Regions from separate parts of the Gossypium raimondii genome. Here region 1 is linked to region 2. Evidence: chromatin contacts called from public Hi-C data. All regions are on one chromosome and are shown on one strand. The core of a region is the stretch at or near the end of the contact, and the rest is flanking DNA. Distances in the headings are between cores, read along the strand shown. Region 1 holds the start of LOC105804315 (RNA polymerase sigma factor sigA). Region 2 overlaps LOC105804317 (dual specificity protein kinase YAK1 homolog).

Evidence for each region. A called contact is a pair of places that touch in the nucleus more often than the background predicts.
Region 1: a contact with region 2 is called in a Hi-C map of leaf, with 5 times the contacts expected there. The contact joins the promoter of LOC105804315 here to the enhancer-like site in region 2. A contact is called at or near these places in 2 of 2 Hi-C or Micro-C datasets (both in leaf).

The regions. Positions count from the first base shown.
Region 1 is chr11:20,872,154-20,877,080 of ASM2569854v1, reverse strand. It overlaps LOC105804315 (RNA polymerase sigma factor sigA), which reads right to left and starts at 1,302. Exons shown (of 10, transcript XM_052624276.1): 1 at 1,132-1,302; 2 at 1-274. The coding sequence starts at 226.
Region 2 is chr11:20,791,973-20,796,460 of ASM2569854v1, reverse strand. LOC105804317 (dual specificity protein kinase YAK1 homolog) reads right to left here. Exons shown (of 18, transcript XM_012636880.2): 15 at 4,224-4,488; 16 at 3,397-3,549; 17 at 2,564-2,862; 18 at 2,141-2,401. The coding sequence ends at 2,325. Among protein-coding and RNA genes, the nearest start is that of LOC105804317, 12 kb to the right of the region's middle. Within about 2 kb of position 1,325, the one cell type or tissue checked has open chromatin away from gene starts, as enhancers often do. A contact at or near this core is called in leaf, where this site is marked.

The DNA of each region.
Region 1 (4,927 bases), core at 53-2,552, 81 kb before region 2:
TAAAAGCTTTAATTGACTGCGTGTGCCGATTGGATGATGGAAGATTTTGGCTACAATTAGATGATCTTTTTGCAACCATTAAAGTCTTTGTGGAAGGAGTTTGATAATATGAAGATCCATAATCACCAGCATACGACAGCTTATCTACGGTTTCCGAATAAGAAAAGGAAGAGCTCAAGAGTCTCTTTCCGGTGCTAAGTCCAATCACAGCAGCAGTGGCCATCATACAGATTCTTCTCACTTTGATACAATTACCATCACACAATTTAGCACGCTTGTCAAAATTAAAACAATTCAACCGTTATATCCCGTAGGCGACTAAGCTAAACAAAAATATTCTCCTCTTGTACTCTAAATCTCCTGTATGACACTGCTACAAAGAGGGTAAAAGAAGCTAGGATTATTTATTTCATATACATAAACTATATGGCAATGAGAAACTAAACTAAAATAGATAGATAAATAAATGAAACAAGTAAAGGAATGAAAAAGGTTGGTTTTTCCCAATCAGTAACACAAGGTTTTATCTAATTCAAGTAAATCCCGGAAAGATGTAGCTCATGATGGTTTGACCAAAATCTTTTTAAAAAAAACCCCTAATTGTATGAGAATCCTACAACCATGTGAACACAACAACAAATGGTTTGATATTTGAAGTATTTTAACGCATTAAATGACTGATACTTCAAGATCTGAAACTAGTTATAAATAACAAAGAATCTGGAAATTTGGAACACAAAAACTAATTCATTCTTCTATGCTCAATCTTCCTCTAAAACTTATATTTTTAAGCTTGTAAACCACCTAATCTTAAGAAATATCTTCTAACTTGGATGTCTCCACAACAAAGAAAATTAATTTTTAAGCAGAACCCAAGTTTTATTGTTATTATTAAATTGAATTATGATCACAAAGTTCAGTCATTTATGCAAACACATAGCAAACTTATAGCTGTAAATGGAACAAATTTCTATCTCTTTCACCTAAATTATGTACTTTTCACTTGTTTATGAACAAAAACAACAACCCATATCCACGTAAGAGAAGGGGAGAAAACGAACATGAACATCTTATCAAAACAAACTTGATAGAAAGATCAAGGTCTGTAAAAGGCAATGACCAAAAGCTTACCTTAAAAAATTGCCAGCTACAACAAGAAGGAAATGAAAGAAACAAGAAGAAGAAAGAAAGACGTGTGTTCCAAAGTGTAAAGTAGAACAGTTAGCAAAGGAAGAGGAAAGAGTTTGGAACCGGTATTCCGGAGTTTGTTTTAGAAACTAGAAGCTTTTTTAGATTTAATAATTTGTAAAAATATATATATAGTGATTATGTTGGGATTTAATTTTATGATAAAATTGAAGAAGAAAGGGTGCAAAATGGACATAAAGGATATAGAGAAGATAGATTCCATTGGCTACACTAGATATTGGGTCCATGTTTGAGTGGTGCATAGCTTTCCATTTCGCTTCTCTGTTTTTATTTTTTGGGGATTTTTTTCTCGGTTTAATCTGTTTCATATATTTGAGGATGGGTTGGGTTTGGGCACCACTAACAAATTAACTAATAACAAATGTGAGCAAATATCGATGAATGATGGGCCCACTTCCACGTCATCCCCCAACAAACAGTGTGCCTCACTCCCGTTACTTCGTTTTTCTTTTCTTTTATATTTTTATCTAAACTAATATTTAGTATTGCGGGCAAATTACATATAAAAGTTTTTTTTAAAAAATATTTATCGATATAGGCCTGGTAAATAATCATTTATCGAAATAGCCCAATTCCTCGAAAGCGCATTCATGTCAGTGCGATGTTAGGAGACGTGGCAGGAAAACGCGTATCTGAGGAAGCGTTTTGCCTACGTAGACAGAAATCGCTCCCTCAAGGACGCGTTTTCCTGCCACGTAAGCGCTTCCTTGGAGAAGCGTTTTGCCTGCGCGTGAATAGTAGCAATGGCTGCTTTTTTTACCGTTGGTGACCCCCCCAACGGTAAAAAAAAACTTATAAACCCCATTTCATTTTCTTCACAACTAAATCCTTTCTCTCAATTTCTCTCTAATATTCTCTCAAATTTCTCTCAATTTCCTCTCAAATATCTATTTAAAAGAGCTTTAATTTTTTTAATTATTTTTAAAAAAGTTTTAAATTTTATTTTTTTGAATTTTTTTTAAATCGTAAAAATTTGTACCAATTTAGCAATGGCCGGAGAATTGATTCGTCTTGATGACAAGCACATATCCGTCGAACAAATGAAAATGGTAAGTGTTAACTTTAATTTTTAAATATTATTTAAGATTTTTTTATTTATGCAATTTTAAATAATTATTATTTTATTATTTGTTATAAAAGCCTGTAGATCGGATATTGCAATGCTACATTCGTAATATGCATTGTCCTCCATCACTGTTGGTAGAGAATTACCTGCGGGAGGCGGGTTTTTAGCACTTGGCGACGGTAGGCCAGGGATGCAAGTTGGACTCGAAACTTATCAGTGCGTTGATTGAGAGGTGGAGACCCAAGATGCACACATTCCATATCACTTTGGAAGATGTCAATTTGCAATTGGGATTGCCGGTGGACGGGTACGCAGTCACCGGGTCTGTTCAATCTGGTGATTGTGGAGCGGTATGCTACAAGCTTTTGAGTGCTATTCCGAAGAATATTAACGGAGGTCGGATCGAGATGGGCTGGTTACGAGACATATTCCTGGATCCGGGTGATGATTCAACCGAACTAGAAAGAATACGATATGCTCGGGCATACATTCTTCAGATAATTGGAGGTTATCTGATGCCGAACTTGTCACGGAACTGATACGATCCGGCCCGGGTTAACCGAGTCGTTTCGCGAAGTTGCCCAATCGTCGACGAGGAGTAGTTGGAGTTGTCAAAATTGGGTGATTTAGGCTAAGGGTTGCGGAAGCTTTGAGAGGGGTTTAGATGAGTGGTTTGGTGTTGATAGGTTTGGTTTAGAATAGAAACAAGGTAGGTTAGAAAAAAGGTAATTGATGGAGATGGAAAATAGAACTTAGACGTCAAGAATGTTCAATACTAAAAAGTATTGCCCGAATCTTATATTGCTTAAGGTGAAATTTGATGAAAGATAGAAGTGGACCTTGACCCGTTACCTATATGGAGGTAAGAACCAAAGGTATAATAATATGGTTGAACGCCACACCGGTTCGGTGATAAGTTCAATGGAGTTCGGATTGACGCCACTAGCAAGCTAGATAAGTCGCTTCGAGACTCGAACGAAAGAAGAGAGGAGGTAACCTCACAAGAACAAAAGTTCTATTAAGTTTTAATAATCAAATTCTGTAACCTTTTACAATAAACAAGTAAGCTATTTATAAGCCTAAAATGCCTATTGATATTCGGCATCTATGTTGTTCACAATAACTTAAATCCTGTTCACATAGGTATTTAACATGTTCACACAAAAAGCATTAAAATTCGGTTCATGCTTGAAAATGGTACATGAATTGGCCGAACCATCATGATGCTTCACTTGATGCATTCATGCATCCTTAGCCTTGAAGAATCTCCATAATTCCATGAATGTGCAGCCCTTTAATGATCTTACATCTCCCTTGGCTGAATGAGGCATTAATGTGCCTAAAATACTTGAATGGTCATCTTGAAAATGCATGAACCATGCATGAAACGTCCCATGTATTTTCCCCCATAAATATGATCCATGAATATTCAAATACATGAACTTTCAGCAACTCCCTCTTGCGTGAACGTCCCAAATGCATGTGCTCCTTTAAATGCCATCCATTGAACCTAAATTGTGCATGCACACTCCCATACATTGCACCAATCCATTCATGAACCTGTAGCAAATAACATCAACAAGTTAAATGCTCTTTAGACACATTAAATTAGCAGCATATGAACTCAATAATTTGCACATTAAATTCGTCCATACATATTAACAATTTCAGACATATTTAAAACATCATAATTAATTAAATATTTAATTTAGATATAATTAAAACACTTAATTAATTATTTGTCCAGATTTTAACAAATTAATTAACTTAAAATAAACAACTAATTCAATCGAAGACAAATTAAATGGTTTATTTCAAGAAAATAAATGCAAGCTAAAGAAAGCTAAAAATAGGCTCATTGGGTTGAGGTTGAAATTTGAATTGAACTCGAATGAGTGACTTGAGCTCGAGTGAGCTGGAAACGAGCTAAATGGAGCTCAATGAGAAGGAATTGAACTAATTCAGCTCGCATGAGTTTGCAAGCAATGCTTAGGGAGCTGGTCCAAAAGTGTGCCCGAGGCGTGGTCGTATCAGGAACCTCGTACACCTAGGATGGCTGCTGAAACTCGTTGATTTTCGAGCAACTAGTGAATTTAGTTGGGGGTCTACCGTTTTGGCAACATTGTACCGGGAGATGTGCGGGGCGACGCGACTGAATAAATTGAAAATCGGAGGTTGTCTTTCACTACTGCAGTCATGGGCACGGTCTCACTTTCTATTTTTATGTCCTCAAGTGGACCACCCGTATACATTCCTATTCATAACGAGGTAAATTTTATATTAAATTTTACAATTATTATGTAGATTTAAAATATAATCGAATGCAAAAAATTTATTTAATTAGGTGGAACCATCAGGCAAGTTATGCTCAATTACCTACCTCTCTTGAAGATATACGGCTTCTATTAGACCAACGGTCAGAAGCACAAGTAAGTATTAAATAAAATAGATATTTCCATCATGAGATAGTCGATTGGTATTTAGTATTTAGTATATAACTAATATTTCCATCATGGTCATATAGTTTCAATAGACACCATACGAGGATCCGGCAATTCGAGCAGTAATTCCGGACGAGTACTTCCAAAATCCAAACGCTTGGCATGTGAAAGTCCCATTGGTCAACTTTGCGACTGTGGAGATGCACCAGTC
Region 2 (4,488 bases), core at 76-2,575:
GCAGACTCAATTCCAAAAATCTTTTTCTGAATATTTTATACAATATTATGTTTTTACAAATTTTATAGGTGAAAGTTTTCCAACTATGAAATTTAGATTGGATCACGAACCGTTCGATATAACCAGTATTGAATGGGGATTTGTAAGAGAAATACTCGTAGAAAATCTTTCCTTTCATCTTTTAAAAGATTTTCCAGCAGTAGTAAAATCCTTACTACAAACCATCAAAAGCAATGATGACTTTTTCTATTATTTCTATATCAAAATTAGTAGTTTTATTGGTATTGCTGAAAAAAAAATTCATCAACCATATCAAATATGGGAGATTCATATGATGCTCGAAAATTCCCGATTATCCGCTGTAAAAGAGGTCAAAGAACACTTGGCAAAAAACATTGACAGGTGTTATAATGATCCAAATTATTATCAAACCCAAACAGGGATTAATATTGTAGCAACAGCCCAAGATCTTCTTCAACAAGAAATTTATCAACTATGGACCGATGGAAGAAGAATATTGGCATATTATACTGGAGATATCCAAGAAAATAGAGATGAAGAATCTTTAAGGCTATTAAAAAAGATAACTGATACAGAAATTGAAGATTATCTATCTCATCTTCTAGAACAAATCAGAAGTACATGGAAAGCTTGGAACTCACCAGGAACTTTACTAGATTCATTAAATCTAGATGAAATAGAAGAAATGAATCTAATTAATATGCAAGAAGGTTGAAGTCAAAAAGATAGCAACATGAAAAGAAAGAAATTCACATACCAACAACAAAGATTGGCAACATGAAAGTCATCATCAAATCCATGATGAGACAAAAGAAGAAATCCAGATGCAAACAAAAAAGTCTTGCAACGTGGAAGCTATCATCAAAACAATGATGACGCAAGCAGTGATGGAAGCGGCCATTAACTCAAGCATGTAACGTGGAAACAATCATAACCATGCAATTAAAGAAGCAACAAGACAAATGAGACGTGGAAGCAGCCACATCCGTTTGAAGCCGAATCCTTACCAAAAACACTGTTCGGGATTCAAAATACAATTGTATAGAATTTTTTAAGTCCCTCTATAAATAGAGAGGAGAATTCATTTGCATAGGCATCTTAAGTTTATCGTTTATAACTTAGTTTTCTTTTCTTTTTAGCTTTCTCTTCTGTAAAAACCTGTTCTTTTAAAAAGTCTAAAAATTCTTCAGCTTATAAATCGCACTCTACCTACATACCCTTCCCCATTCTAGACCTAGTACTGAAAGACTCAGTCATGATTATGATAGTCTTGTTAAGACAGTACCTCATAACCTACCTCTTTAAAGCACGTGCGACCATGTTTTGCAGCCACACTTGCAGTGAAGAGTCACATAAAATCTTGACCCAGAGAACATTCTAGGCTTTGCGGCAGAATGCAAACTCAGAAGGCCAGAGGGTATCATCGCACAAACTCCTTATGTTTCCCGGACTCTGTGTTTGACACATTTACATATGGATATAAAGGTATCATTCTTCAAAAGTATATAAAAAAGCCTTAAAGAAGACAAACATATCCATATTTGACAATCTATCCAAAGTCCAGGTAAACATAGCTGCTGTCAGTCTTCAAGCAACAACATACAAGATTTTATTTTCTTAAAGCAATTTTTTGAAGAATATATATAGAGAGAGAGAGAGAGATGATGACAGGATCTCGCACATTGATTGACAACATAAATCTTAGTAAGACTTGGTATATTTCTACAAGTCTTCGTAATTGTAGGAACAGAAACACAATTGAGAAACAATAAGATCACGCAAATTGGCTTCTTGGAGAATCTTCAGTTCCCCGATCACCAAGAGTGTAAACATCAAAAAGGAAAGAATTTCAGATCAACAGATCATGCATATAAAATAAATATACTCTACCACTAATTGAAGATATCGGCTCAAACCTGAACTTCCTCTCGAGTACTTTTCAGAAGCTGCTTTGATTGACTTAGTAATATGATTAAATTCCTCAAACAAGTTAAAAAGCAGTTTCAAGAATTGAACTTAATTAGAAATCTAGCCTTTTGGAAATACAAGCAAGGACCTGGACCAGGCCCAGGACCACTCGAGCATCATTAACAAAAGAGTAGCGATTGCATGCAAAATGTAGGAAGACAAGCAAAACAATCACCATGAATTATATTTATGAAAAGCACAACGAATGAGCATGGTCTGGATGAGCATTTGCTTATAATGAGCTCACTAGTTAAGTGAACTATCGAGTACAAATTTCTTTGTCAAACACCCAAAACATAATCCCACGCCATAAAAAATTAAAGTTGATTCCACCATTAAGCAATCCTTCCATAGTCCTTTCTTCCACGGGATGCCGATGGAATATTTGAGACGGGATGATTAGCCCTACGCCCTACATTAACAATGCCAGGATCAAGTAAAATGGAATCAGTTCATTCTATTCCCTAAATTATCCAACAAATATCATATAGATCAATACAAGAAGCCCTATGAAATTACAAAGTGGAATAGGAGGTAACTAAAAGTAGTTTGATGGTGTAAAGATAGGAAGTACCCCATGGCATGCCATTACTAAATGAACTATTCCCAGGAGAACGTGGTCCCCCTGAATTAAAGCTAGGAGGAGGGAGTTGGACTTTCATCTGATTCCATTCACTACTTCGAGCACCAGTGGATCTCCCATGATTGAATCGCGGAAGGGTTTGTTGCCCCAACCGACTGGGATAATTTTGTGTCATATGTGGTGTGAAGTGAGATTGCTTTGAAGTAAAGCGGGGATACCCAGTATGCCAATCGTTAGTTGAAGGAGGACTACCCACTTCCAAATGTGAAAATCCTATAGGACCATTCTGTCTGCACTCAAACAATATAGAAATACGTCAAGAACAGTGAAGAGGTGTTCCAACAAAAAATCAAAGCTCTGCTCTTGTATGTTTGACATATTTGAAGATTTCCATCTCTGCAATGGACAAACTCATCTTGGGCGGCATCAATTATATGGAACACAAATGCAAACTATAGCCTTTAATACGGAAAACAAAAACAAGGGCATAAGCATAACCAGACATGATTTAGAAAGACAAATGAGTACAAGAATTTATTAACGCCCTGGGTCCTTGAGCACCTAGGTTCGAGTCCCATCATGCGTAATTACCATGTGTGGGTTCTTCCCCATATTTACTATGGGTTTAAGTCCACCATGTGCGGGTCTTGTCCAGATATATTAGTTCAATTGTGCTTTCTATTGATTTCATTCTAGTTATAGTTGCTCGGACATGTATTATTTGTGACTGTACATGTGATTGTACTTGTAAATACTCTAAAAGCAAGAGCGCACACATATATATTTTGCAACAAAGTCAACAGAGGAAAAGGATATTAAATTACCTTTGAGTCGATAAATTTGAGCATGTGGTTAAGGCAAGGTTGAATCTTCCAACTCCAGCATATGAATCAACTGAACCTATATGCATTCCTCTGTTCAAGTCAGCTGATATGCAACTTTCATCTGATCCATCCTCTTGCAGAAGAAGTTCATCACTATGGTGACAACAAATGCAAGTAATATAAGAAGCTAAAAGATCGTAGAATAAAAATCACAGCAAAACTCTCAGGTTTAGGAGTACCCCTGATTCCTGATGCAGCATGGAAGATTTTTGACGGACAAGAAAACTTACAGGATATCAGATAAAATACCAGTGCGCATGTTCTACGATAAAGAACATATCAACAATAACCCAGAATTTCAGAAATTCTGGTATTTGTTCAAGTTAGTTCAAACATACCAGAAGTTGTTTGATGTTTCGCTGGAACCATTTCAGATATCAATAGGCAGCACAATTATCAACTCTTCTCACAAAGCAAAAGTGTTTAGACTGTAAGTTATTACCACCCAAAGACTATAATGCAACACAATAAATATATTGGATCATACTCGGTGTATCCAGATAAGCTCCCATTCTCTTCATATTATTACTTTATAACAGCAAGCAATCTATAAAGAATAAATGCACATCAGCACGACAAAATAAGGAAATACTGGTATACAACAGTGAACTGAAAAGGACAAAGTGATGGCTACTAAACTACATGACAACCATCAGTACATTAACAAATGGTCTCCACCCTGTAGGCAGTGTGCAGTAGAAACATGACAAACATATCTTAAATATTTGACGAGCATAAGTTTAGACTGCAATGAATTCTCTACCCACCTATAATTTGGATCCCAATCTCCAGGATCAGGCAACGGCATGCTGGCCTCTGAATTGTCTTGAGTTGCTCCTGAGCTATACTGCAGTTGCACATTAGAACCAAGTCCTATGGAGCTTGGAATCTTCTGAACAATTGAGTAACTTGTAGCCATTCCAATGCCACCTCGCTGTTGCTTCCAGTTGGCTGCGTTAGAATTTGACTGTATATTAGAGGGCAGACCACCAACCACTTGAGAGTTTCCCTCAGCTTGGTTAGAAACGGTGC